Regions from separate parts of the Arabidopsis thaliana genome. Here region 2 is linked to region 1. Evidence: chromatin contacts called from public capture Hi-C data. All regions are on one chromosome and are shown on one strand. The core of a region is the stretch at or near the end of the contact, and the rest is flanking DNA. Distances in the headings are between cores, read along the strand shown. Region 1 holds the start of RTFL15 (ROTUNDIFOLIA like 15). Region 2 holds the start of BIM2 (BES1-interacting Myc-like protein 2).

Region 1 (6,333 bases), core at 2,945-5,444:
TTGATGTGGATAGCTTTCACTCTTCTTTAAGTATGTGTTGTTTTGTCTGTTTTTACAGGTTTGTATTTGCACCCTTGTGGTTGTTTCATGCTGTGATTGCTCGTGGTAGATTTTCATTGCCTGCTCCATCAATGCCTCATGATCGACATGTATGGCATTTTTATGATTCTCTTGTTTCATTTTGAACCTTTGATTCTTTGTTGTGTTTAAGTCCTAACTTGGTCTTGTGGCAGTGGGCTCCTTTTCACTCGGTTATGGCAACACCACTTCTTGTTGCTTTTGAGATCCTTCTCTGTGTACATCTTGAAGATAAATATGGTATTTTCCATGACTTCTATTCATTGAATCACGGCATGTATGATTGGTGGGTTTATTATAGGCTTTGGTTGTGCTCCTCTGTTTGCAGTTGTTGACTTAAAGATTGTCTTTCTACCGTTGCTTGCATTTGAGGTAGCAATTTTGATAGATAATGTCAGGTATTCCATTCAAAGCTTTTTTGATTTTGTTCACCCTTCTTACTACTCTTAGAGTACGGAACAATTAAATCTTTTTTGCAACTATTCCTGCAGAATGTGCAGGACGCTCATGCCTGGAGATGAAGAAACTATGAGTGATGAAGCCATATGGGAAACACTTCCTGTAATCAAAGCTCGACAAGTTTAAAATATGATCCCTTATATTTCTCTTTTAACTTGTCTCTGCAGGTTGTCTCTGACATTGTCTAATGGTTTTGTAGCATTTCTGGGTTTCCATATCTATGGTTTTCTTCATTGCCGCAACAACCTTCACTCTTCTTAAATTATGTGGTATGTTACGCTTTTACTTAACTATCTTTTTTGGAGTTAGTGATCTTCTCCCTTCCAACTGCAATCTTATAGGTGTCACTTCCATGTCCTTAGTTCAACTTAAAAGATTAAAAGAAGAAAAGTAATTTTAGGTTGTTATGATATCTGGTGACTGCATGTTCTAACAGTTAGCGTGCGTGTGTGTGTGTAATTTTGTAAAATCGACTGCATACTCATAACTGTTGTTCTGCTTCATAATCTCTCTATCTCAATCTGTTTCTGAATCTGTTATCTTTCGAGTCCTTATATAGGTGACGTAGCTGCGTTGGGATGGTGGGACTTATTTATAAACTTCGGGTAAACTACTTTTTCTCTTTAAGATCTTCTGCCTCTTAAAAATGTCTTCTGTGCCAGGTTTGAACAATCTTCTTTCTCCTCAATTCACAGAATAGCAGAGTGCTTTGCGTTTCTTGTCTGTACAAAGTGGAGCAATCAGTCAATTCATAGGTATTCACATATACCGGAACCTAGCTCATCTTCAATGGTAGTAAGATATCTGGATTGGAACAGAGGTCTAGTAGTAACCGCTGACGACGAGCATCAGCAAAGCAACAGAATATGTGGTCTCCAAGATATTGGTGGACATGTTATGAAAATTCCATTTGTGACCTTTCAAATCATCCTTTTCATGCGCTTAGAGGTACAACACAGACAAATCCATTGCTTTTGAAACATTTACGAATTCCCTGGTTGGAGCTAATTCTCTTTAATCTTACTTCAGGGAACGCCAGCTTCTGCCAAAAACATTCCGATTTTAGTTCTGTTTGTACCTCTTTTTCTGTTACAAGGAGCTGGGGTACTTTTTGCTATGTATAGATTGGTTGAGAAATCAGTCTTATTAATAAATAGTGGTAGTGGTTCTTATGGAAGATATTTTACCGCAACATCATCAGCTCGTGAATTCCTGGGATTCTTTCAACATGGTGCAAGGTACGTTAGCAGAAACGAACTATACATAGGAATCTATGGGGAATAAGTCCTCCTAAGTACTAATCTTTCTCATATTGTAAATCACAGATTACTTGGCTGGTGGTCTATCGATGAAGGAAGTCGGGAAGAACAAGCAAGGCTCTACTCTGGAGAAGCTACTGGGTAAAGCTCTCATCTTTTGCTAACAAGTCGTCAATTTGGCTCTGTTAACAACAATTTTGTTTGACTCAGATACAACACCTTCTCACCAGAGGTTGTGAAGAAAATGCCAAAGTCTGATCTTGTTGAAGAGGTAAGTTACACATAAGTCATTTCCTTTTTAATATCTGAAACCAAAGCAAAATCTTTAATCTTTAAATCCCTCACCAGATATGGAGACTTCAAGCTGCATTGAGTGAGCAAACAGATATCACCAGTTATAGCCAGCAAGAGTACGAAAGGCTTCAAAACGTACTCCCTCCACTCATTTTCTCTGTTTAGTAACCTCCACAGAAGTAACGATTTGCTTAACCCAATAAATTACAAAATTTTGAATTTCAGGAGAAGATTCTTTGTAGAGTTTGCTTTGAAGATCCGATCAACGTGGTTCTACTCCCATGTAGACATCACGTCCTCTGCAGGTAAACCGAAGCTCCTTCTTTGTTCTCTATCTCACTTTAACCGCATAGTAGAATTAGCATTTGGCTATAATTGATATTTTACTGATACATTTGGTTTTCAGTACATGCTGCGAGAAATGCAAGAAATGTCCGATTTGTCGTGTCCTGATCGAGGAGCGTATGCCTGTATACGATGTGTAGATTTCAGAGCTCCAATCCAGAAATGAAGAATACATTTCTTGCTTGTTTGGTTTTGTTTTAGTAATGAAGCAAGCACTATATATATATATGTTACAACTTGCATAGGAAAAATTCTGATTCGTTTTCGAGTGGATGTAAATAATACTGTAAACCATCGTATATGTCATGAATCTTCTTTCTCTCTTTTTTTTTTTTTGATCATACAATTTGCAAAGATTCATACAAGTGGTAACGGTTAAGAAATAAAACATATTACTGTTAAAGGATTTTGAATCGAGGTTAGGCAGTGAGCATCCAAAAAAGCTTTTCTGTTCTCTGCATGTTTAAAGGAACAAGGGAATGATCAACTAAGAATATGGCCACAAACCGATGAGATTGATCAACAGATTGGGTATTTGATCAAAGTTACATATTGGGCCTCAACTATGTATTTCTAATGTGATTCTAACATGGTTCTTCTTTTTGGTATGTTTGGGCTGTTAGCCGAATGTGACTTAAAAGGCTTTGTAACAATTTATTTCTCATGCATTTAATAGAAAAATCAATTATAAAAAAACAATATCAAAACAAATTTTGTGTTTTAAAAGATCTCTAAACTCTTATTTTCTGGTATTTTTGTCTATAGTCCGCCGCATTTTTATATAAAAAGAGTTGGTGATAATGTAATTGATTTTTGTTATTATTCTGTTGTGAATTAAACTCATTTTGACAAAAAAGAATTAGAATTGTACCTTTATAAATGGTGAAGAAAATATGATGGATCATGCATGTTATTTATTCTATTTCTTCTCAATATATTTTGATAGTAAAAAAATTAGAATTGTACCTTTATAAATTGTTTGGTGTGAACTGTGAAGGTCATTATATCGGAAGCAAAATTAAAGAAACTTAATCAGCAATAAACAGCAAAAGATATCGATTAATAAGTTACAAATATACATCTGAAAAAACCTTCTTTGGGATGAAAAATCTACTACAAAAAAGGAATACATATATAGCTCCGTTTAGAAGCCAATACATATAAAAGCTTTCTTCCCAAGGGTTGGTTATAAGTAAGACCCGCAACAAAAAAAGAGGAAAAAGGAAGAAAATCTTTGGTTAGTCTTCATTAAGCTGATGATGATGATGTTGATAATGATTTGATTTTAGTCATGCCAACAAAGAAGCATGACAACACACCTCCTTATGATGTAAAGCTTAGCCTTTTGCTCTCTAACCACTCCTCCCACTCCACGGCTCCACATCTTCCTCTTTGTTCCTCCTACACTCGAACCGGTCGTCTTCATTTTCTCTATAACGATCACAAATCAAGAATGTGTAATTTGTTTTGGAACTGAATGTGAAAGAGAGAGATATAAATGATGTTATGGAGTATGAAGAAGGTGATACATGAAGAGGAGTTATATATAGAAGTGAGAAAAAGGTGGTGGCTAAGGACAGAAACCGAACCGTACCGAACTAGACCGGTCCATGAAAGAGGCAACGAGTGGGTCCGTTGGGGTTTGTGCACTGTTCCCTAACCCACCGGACACTGTGCCCCTCCATACCCACGTGGACCCCATCTTTTGAAGGAATCTTTGCCCTAAATGTGATTATTTATCCTCTATCACATGCTTTTGCTTCTCTCTCTTCATGAAAACATTAACCAAACCCAAAATTGTTAAAGTCGGATCCACTCAATTACCATTTTCTGTAACCAATGAATACTATACCGAATTCGATTGGTTTAGTCTTTCATATAATGGATTTTGTCTAAAATCTTAAGTGTATCAGTCTTTGATATGGTTTTGTCTAAAATCCTAAGTGTATACCAACCCGTATTCGAAGTTAGCAAAAGATGTGACCAACCAAAATTGTCGGGAACTACTATACTAACCATCCAAAATCGACAAGTGGCCTGGTCCCCGCAACATATTGTAAATCATATTTGAGATTTAATGATGATTGCGATTGATAATAATAACTAATGAAGAATAACATTAAATTCCTTTAATTAATAGACATAGGTTAAATAGTTGTTGCGACTTGTGAGCTAGTGATATTTCCATAGCGACCAATTGTAGTTTAGAAGTAATATATACACTAGTAAAATCTGGTAGCCACATGGAGAAATATTCAAAGGATCGAATTTTATGTTTAGTCTATTTCAGTCAGATATAAATTATTGGTAGACAAATTGTATGAAGTTCTGTAGAGTATAAAAATGCATTGCGCCGAAATTGGTGATAGAAACAATTAAACAAACGTCAATAACAGTATTAAAGACCAAACTATATAACTAAATGTGGGACAGTTAGGCGTTAATTAGGTGGCATAATCCTAAGTTCTAGATTCTTCTAAATATAATAAGTGAGATTGTATCAATCTTTTACCAAAAACCCGACAAATAGTTGGTATGATTTGAGAAGTAAATCATCTTCTTCTTTTTTTCAATTCACATTAATCGTTAACAACTCAAAACAAAGGGTATTAAAATTAGCACTGGAAGATCTTATCCTACAGCTATATCACAGCTTCATAGTTAACGTTAAGATTGAAGTTAATTAAATAATTAGCTACACAAATAACCAAGTAGAGCTAGGTGTGGTTTGATGTGGTTTACTGGCTGTTGTCATTGGTTAAAGTGAAGTCCTCGAATATGGAGAGTGGAACCGCACGTGAGGTTCTCGTGATTCACAAAATGCCTTTAGCTTTTGGTCGTCTAAAAGAACAAGTTTTAGAAAATACTAAAAGTTACACTTATCTTTTTTAATCTATGGTTAAGTATGTGAGTTGGTCTCTGTCATTCTTCTTTCTTTGAAATCTTGTCGTCCTTTTATGAACCAACTTTTTCTTCACCTCTAGTGGTTGTGACCAATTTAAACAAATTAATTAGTATTTGCGTTTCTGTGTACGTAATTAATAAAAAGTTACGTACGTGTGCTTTGTGCGATGGATAAACGTGAGAGTGATCATTATACCTTTTAGATCCAACAAAGCTCAAACAACTACATTCATGAATGATATACAAAAAAAAAAAACTACATTCATGAATGATATATATACCATTTTTATACGGTTTCATAACGTGAAAAAATGATTCTCATATACACCTTTTCATCGTCATCAATTCTTATATAATTTTGAAAAATGATTCCACTAGTTGGTGGTATGCCAAAAAAACAGAACTAGAAGAAAAAATTAAACCACTTTCTGTTAACGTTTTACGACTATTCAACTAGAAGCTATTCGACCATTGAACTATCTATTCTGCTATATTAATTCGAAGCCCTACTCCAAAAAATGTTAGATGCTATTGTTATATTGGGTTATAATATAAAATCTGCTAAAAGCAAGCCATAAAATTATGTATTAGAGTATTAAATGCATGTGCTCTGAGTGAAAAAAAAAAAAGGTTGAGTTAGAGAAACGACTCCAGCTTCAATGGCGTACGAACGGAATTTGTTTAGACAAATTAAAATAGACAATTACTTACCTCGAGAGCCAGCAAGCTATATTGCTTGACCAGAGACTTCTCTGACTCTTCGTGCGTAGCTCATGGTTTTTCACTTCTCAGGTCCGAAGCCCGAAAGGGTAACGTGCTGTTCAAGATACCTTCTTTCTGTTTTTGTTTTTTTAATTGAGGGTTTCACAAATTCCTAGGACATAAACAAGTATTCACAAAGTTATGAAACTTCAGAAACAGAGTCAGAGACTCCCAAGTTTGTGGATTTAGGTACAATACATCTTTTTCTTTAAGATTACTTGATTTTACAAGT
Region 2 (6,315 bases), core at 1,385-3,884, 71 kb after region 1:
GTGAAAAGATCTCATACCCTGTCCAGTTCTGGGGAGGTATTAGCATTGGCAAGTAGGGAATGACCATATGTCTAGCCTGTTTAAAACAAAGGAAAATTGTGAGAAAGGAGTAGGGAGATCTATAGTGGTAAAAGATTGTTATGACCCAAACATTACAAAGGTACAGGATAAAAGATCAGTAAAAACATAGTCCACGATTCTGCTTACTGATTTGTCAAGGCCCTTTAGGACCAAAGGATCGCATTCGATGCAACCATATCTCCTGCTCGTTTTTCTGAAGAAGAATACAATAGAATGTAAATAAACAGCAGATACAAGGAGAGGGAGAGACAGAGACAGATACATGTGAATGAGCATAAACAGAAATTCAAGACTCTTACGTATTTTCTAATGTGACAGTTCTGAAATTTTGCTTAAAAGCAGGTCGGATGTCAGGTGGACCATCATCAAACTGTTCAGCTGGAGGTTGTATATATGCATTTTCCATCAGCAGCTGAATCAAACGTGCGCCGACCTAGAAGCACAAGAGTCAATATTATTAAATCACAGAGACGAGAAAAAAAAAGAGAAGGAAAATAAGAACTATTATAAAGCTCTGTGCATTGACAAGGGTGGAAGTATAAACAAACCTTCACTTGAGCCTCTTGACCCCATGGCTTGAATGAGTCATGTTTCCTCACTAATGCTTTTACTTGCCTCAACTTATTTTTTTCCATCAGTACAGTAACTTGTTTCCTCGCCTTTTCCGTTTCTTTGGCCACAATTTCTTCTGAAACATTCTCAGCTTCTGTATTGATCGTCTTGTCAGTTGCATTTTTTTTATTCTTTTTCTGCAAAAAACTGTTGATCCTGACCTGATCCAGTAACAAAATACACAAACCATCAAACCAATATACACTTCATACCCCATGGGGACAAGGCAATATGTATCAATGACACATTCCTAGATTCACACATCATGAAATAGCATCAAAAGCAACAAGAGAAATTAAAACCCACCTCCTGCTCAACAGCTTCCCCGATCTGAGTAGCAGCATTCACTAGCTTAACAATGCCAACGCCTTCCGCATTAGTCATCAACAATCCCATCATCTTATGCATAGTGATAACAGCCATCTTATCAGCCGGTAACTGCTCCATAAAAGGCGCATACGGAATCTTCCCTTTCTTGATTTTAAAAGTATCAAGATCATCTTGAATAGCATTACGCACAGGCTCAAACCAGCCTAGAAACAAAGACTTCATATAAGGTAAATTCGGTGCAAGCTTCTGCTCACACATATCAGCTAGAATCTCTCTACACTCTCTCGCTGCTCTTTCCCATTCTTCAGTCTCCATTTTCACCTGTCTCTGCTTCAGCATATAGAACTTCTGTGCTCCCATTCCCGCAATGACTCTCTTTGGCGGTATAGCTGCAAGCCTAGCTTTTTTACGGATTCTCTCAGTTTCTTTCTCCATTTCCGTTATCAATTCATTAACTTCATCAGACCCAGAAGACTCATCTTCAGGATCAGTCGAATCAATAGCTTGCGCAGCTGTAGCATACCCTTCAAACACATAACATTGACCATGACGAAACGAGCTTAATCCACCCATTTCGTTGACTGGATTTATAGATAAACCATTTCTAACGCCACTGAGATTAACAGAAGACAGAATCCCACGGACTCTATTCACTGGATAATGAGTACCGGAGGAGCTAGAATCAGATAAAAACTTAACCTTTCTCAATGAAGCTCTTCCCAGAATGTTCCTCCACATTTTTTGAATCGTTTTTGTGATCGCCACGAAATGGTAATAGTGGCTGCTTCAGATAGTTTACTGCCTCCACGAGCACAATCTCGGGCTATGTAGCTACTTGATTTTGTAGAGTTATTAATACAAACATAGAAATCAAAGAGTTCAGATTCGAAGAACAGATTAAAAACAAGACTTGGGTGAAGAGAAGAGAGATCTGGAGAAAAGAGAAGGCGCCGTGAAGTACAAACACAGCCGCCGAAATAAACCCTTCATAAAACCTTTGGTTTCTGCTTCACATTTCATGGATCTTGTCAAACCCGACCCGCTTATCAGATCCGTTACGCTCTTATTTGGGCTCAAAGCCCATATTCTGGCACGAGTTATACATTACCATGATAAATATATACCTAATTAACATTACAACAACAAATCAGAGTGGCGCAGCGGAAGCGTGGTGGGCCCATAACCCACAGGTCCCAGGATCGAAACCTGGCTCTGATAGTATTGTTACTCTTTTTTTTTTTTTTGTAACTTTTGGGCTTAGCCCATGTCTGATAAATTCGAATAAGGTATAGTATTGTTTTGGAAACATAGGCATATGTTACTTCTTTTTTTCCTTTGTAAAGTTTGGGTTTGGCCCAAGTCTGATAATTCCATTCGGCCCTTTATAGTATTGTTTTGGAAACATAGCCATATGTCACCGTTCGATTAGAAACAAACATAGTACGTGAAAATTAACAGATCAGAAAGAGACCACGTGCATCACGTGACCACCTTAAATCTGATAGGTTAGAATCTCGTCTTATCACGTGAATCCCACGTGTCATCACAAGCTACGGTTCATTTAGAGGCCTAACCGGGTAATCACATCAAGTCGTACACGTCTCCAAATCACGAAACTGACGGACAAAAGCTCAAGTAAACTCACGTAGTCTCTCCCACAGCTAACTAGAACTCAGCCGAGTCACGAGGCACCCAAAAAACAAAAAACAAATAAGCAACAAAAAAGAGCTCGTCGACGGCAAAAGTTGAAAATAAAACAATAAACAGTCGAAATTCTCCGGCGAAGATGAGAACCGGAAAAGGAAATCAAGAGGAAGAAGATTACGGAGAAGAAGACTTTAACTCTAAACGTGAAGGTCCTTCTTCCAACACTACTGTTCATAGCAACAGAGGTAAATTGTTCGATTTGGGAGACTTTTGAATTTTTCTTAGTTGTTGTTTCGTCAATTTGTGTTTTGGTTGGAGCTATTGTTGATATGTATCGAGATGGATTTGAATAGTTTGGGATTAGATTTTTCTAAGTTTTGTCTCTGTGTGATTCGGTGTTTGATTTTGAAAGCAGATTCAAAGGAAAATGATAAAGCTAGTGCGATACGTTCTAAACATTCGGTCACTGAGCAACGTAGAAGAAGCAAAATCAATGAAAGGTATGTTGATATAAAGTGAGGATTTCAAACTTTTTGGATTGTTGTTTTTGTGAGAACTTGAGATTAGGAGTAAACGCGACATTCTTTGTTTTGATATCTGAATCAAAATTCAATTACTTTGCTAACAAAATCATAAGAATACTTAGGACTTGTGTTTGGGAATTTTGCTCTGCTTCAGTTTTGTGGTGTTTGATATAGGACTTAGTTACATTATAATTATTGTTCTTGTTCTGAGTGCTGAATTCATAAATCTCTTCTCAGATTTCAGATATTGAGAGAACTAATTCCCAACAGTGAACAAAAACGTGACACTGCTTCATTCCTTTTAGAGGTATGTCATGGTATTTGATGATGCTTTGTGCGAATATCCTGTCTTTTAGATGTTGTTAGCTTAATACCGCTATTCCATTCTAGGTGATAGATTATGTTCAGTATTTACAAGAGAAGGTGCAAAAGTATGAAGGATCGTATCCAGGTTGGAGTCAGGAACCAACAAAGTTGACGCCATGGGTAAAGTTTTGAGCTTCTTCTTATGTCGGTTTCTCAATGAGTTTCTGTGATTGTAGATTCTGAGTATGTTTTTGCACCCGCAAGGCTTTCTTTGTGTGACTTTTAGCTGAAGGTTATGTTTTCTTGATTGGAACAGAGGAATAATCATTGGCGAGTTCAAAGTTTGGGGAACCACCCAGTAGCTATAAATAATGGATCTGGTCCAGGGATACCTTTTCCTGGAAAGTTTGAAGACAACACTGTGACTTCGACACCTGCAATTATTGCAGAACCGCAAATCCCGATTGAATCTGACAAAGCAAGAGCTATAACCGGCATATCGATTGAAAGTCAACCTGAGTTAGACGACAAAGGATTACCACCACTACAACCAATTCTTCCAATGGTACAAGGCGAACAAGCTAATGAATGTCCTGCAACTAGTGATGGGCTAGGCCAAAGTAATGACCTGGTTATTGAAGGTGGAACCATTAGCATCTCTAGTGCCTACTCGCATGAGTGAGTCTGATCTTCTAAGTCTTCCTCGTTTCTGTTACTGTGCTGCCATTGATGTGTTCGCTTCTACCCTTTTTTTTTAACTGCATTGTGTACTAATCTTGTGAGACATTAATTCTGAAATGGCCAGGTTATTGAGCTCATTAACACAAGCACTCCAGAATGCAGGCATTGATCTGTCGCAAGCAAAGCTTTCTGTGCAGATCGATCTTGGGAAGCGAGCCAATCAAGGTCTAACTCATGAAGAGCCATCAAGTAAGGTAAATAGTTGGTTCGAAATGCTTCATACTTAGTTTTGTAACAATAGCCATATATCATGATGTTGATACATTTTTCTATACAGAATCCATTATCATATGATACGCAAGGAAGGGATTCAAGCGTTGAGGAAGAATCTGAACATTCTCACAAGCGGATGAAAACACTGTGACATTTCTCTCTCAGGCTCCACGGCGCTGGAATATATAAATGTATTGACAGATTCCTTGTATCGTGTACATTGTTCGGCTTCTAGGGGTTCCTATAGTACTCGTTAAGATAAACTTTGGTTAGTAGATTCTGCGTTTTTTTGTGGTTCTGAGTTTGTATCATCTTCTGCATCATTCATGTAACCTATCAAATATGATCTCTTGTGGTTTCAAGTTATTGCATCATTTTTTTCCGATTTGATCTTCCTTTTTTGTTGAGAGAGCGAGATCAAAGGCTAGCAATCTCTTAACCTTAAAGTGAAAGACTATTATAAAATCATTTGATGCTAAACCAAAGATGATGTGATGCTTTTATCTATTGTTGTGATGACCCATAACTTTGAGAAGAAAAGCATAATCAAAGGCAGTCTCTTCGCATTGAGCATAGCGACCACCTTCACCAAAATGCCCTCCGTTCATATTTGTTTTCAGAATCACAGCTCGGGAGCAGTCGTGGCACGTACTATCCCTTATCTTAGCCACCCATTTTGCACCTTCCCATACTCCAACCCTGACCCAATAACACACGCAAACTATGATCCAAAGATTCTTACTTAAAACAAAAAAGAGATATGGGTTTAAGGGTTCTTTTGTGAAGCTAGCTTGCCTTGAGTCATGAAACGAAGTAGTGACAAGCATGGACGGATAGCAAACATCTTTTCGTATCTTATCATATGGAGAATAGCTAAGGATCGATCCGAAGTCAGTTTGGTTGTCTGGGTTCCCGAATTCTTCATGGTCCAGGAGTGTGAGAGGTAAATTTGGATCCGATAATGTGTTTAATACATCTACAAAAGGAACCTGCCCAAATGGTACACACCTTAATGATTTGAGCTTTTGATTATTCTGGACACAACTTAATGCATTTGCTATGCCATAATATTCTTACCTTCAAAATCACAGCTTGAAATAGACTCGGGTGCATATTCATAGCTGCAGCTGGAAGAATAGCTCCTGCACTGTACCCAACAGCAGCAAGATGATGTCTATGCACATAGCCTTTTTCGACTAGATATTTAGCACTGTATATGAAATCTTGGATTGAATTTTGTTTCAACGATCTAGTTCCGGATTTGTGCCATGAAAACTCCCCACTGCCTCCTCCCCTGAGGCCAAAATAAAACTCTTATAGAAGCACATTCAAATCAACCACTATTATACCAAGTGATGTCAACTTGAAGCAAATGATAATTGAATGCTTTGGTTATGTTTAGTGACTGACCTCACATCAGCAAAAGCAATCACCCAACCACGATCAAGCATACTCAATCGATTTGTGCACCAGCTTTTGTCCAAAACTTCTCCATAAGCGCCATAACCTATCAACATTCCCGGTGACTCACTCTTCTTCCATGCTTCTCGTGAATACAGAATTGTAAGAGGGACTTCAACTCCGTCATGTGAAGAAACTTCTTGTCTTTCACAAACATATGTATCAGATAAGTCCTCCCATTTAGGCATTCGAGAATCTAACTGACCATCTTCTCCCTCGCTGGTTCTATCATTAAGTTGACCGTTATTCTCTGTAGAGCGATCTGCTGTGTACCATGGCTTACTACTATCAGAATTATCTACAACCCCTCCCTCCTGCTGCACAATTGAGAACAATCTTCTTGACACGTCATAGTCAACGATAGTGTCAGGAATCTGCAATTCCAACAATAACAGTAAGA

What was found. Capture Hi-C pulls out chosen DNA fragments and counts their contacts.
Region 2: a contact with region 1 is called in a capture Hi-C map of root, with 4 times the contacts expected there. A contact is called at or near these places in 1 of 26 Hi-C or Micro-C datasets (callus) and 1 of 3 other capture datasets (root).

What each region holds. Positions count from the first base shown.
Region 1 is chr1:25,866,226-25,872,558 of TAIR10.1, forward strand. It overlaps RTFL15 (ROTUNDIFOLIA like 15), which reads right to left and starts at 4,195. Exons shown (of 2, transcript NM_001160987.1): 1 at 4,030-4,195; 2 at 3,651-3,866. The coding sequence starts at 3,861. The coding sequence ends at 3,721. AT1G68820 (Transmembrane Fragile-X-F-associated protein) reads left to right here. Exons shown (of 14, transcript NM_105556.5): 2 at 59-149; 3 at 234-318; 4 at 407-476; 5 at 570-639; 6 at 737-806; 7 at 1,097-1,142; 8 at 1,233-1,485; 9 at 1,567-1,775; 10 at 1,863-1,937; 11 at 2,007-2,067; 12 at 2,145-2,225; 13 at 2,316-2,395; 14 at 2,497-2,803. The coding sequence ends at 2,575. STN7 (Serine/Threonine kinase domain protein) reads right to left here. Exons shown (of 10, transcript NM_105557.6): 10 at 6,187-6,333.
Region 2 is chr1:25,938,995-25,945,309 of TAIR10.1, forward strand. It overlaps BIM2 (BES1-interacting Myc-like protein 2), which reads left to right and starts at 2,635. Exons shown (of 7, transcript NM_105572.5): 1 at 2,635-2,915; 2 at 3,086-3,170; 3 at 3,432-3,501; 4 at 3,585-3,680; 5 at 3,817-4,178; 6 at 4,306-4,435; 7 at 4,519-5,271. The coding sequence starts at 2,810. The coding sequence ends at 4,605. It overlaps MGP3 (male gametophyte defective 3), which reads right to left and starts at 2,002. Exons shown (of 19, transcript NM_105571.4): 1 at 1,000-2,002; 2 at 630-854; 3 at 381-514; 4 at 208-274; 5 at 18-76. The coding sequence starts at 1,761. It overlaps AT1G69000 (a tRNA gene), which reads left to right and starts at 2,170; the gene lies at 2,170-2,241. AT1G69020 (Prolyl oligopeptidase family protein) reads right to left here. Exons shown (of 10, transcript NM_001334396.1): 7 at 5,865-6,289; 8 at 5,532-5,748; 9 at 5,250-5,443; 10 at 4,892-5,153. The coding sequence ends at 4,955.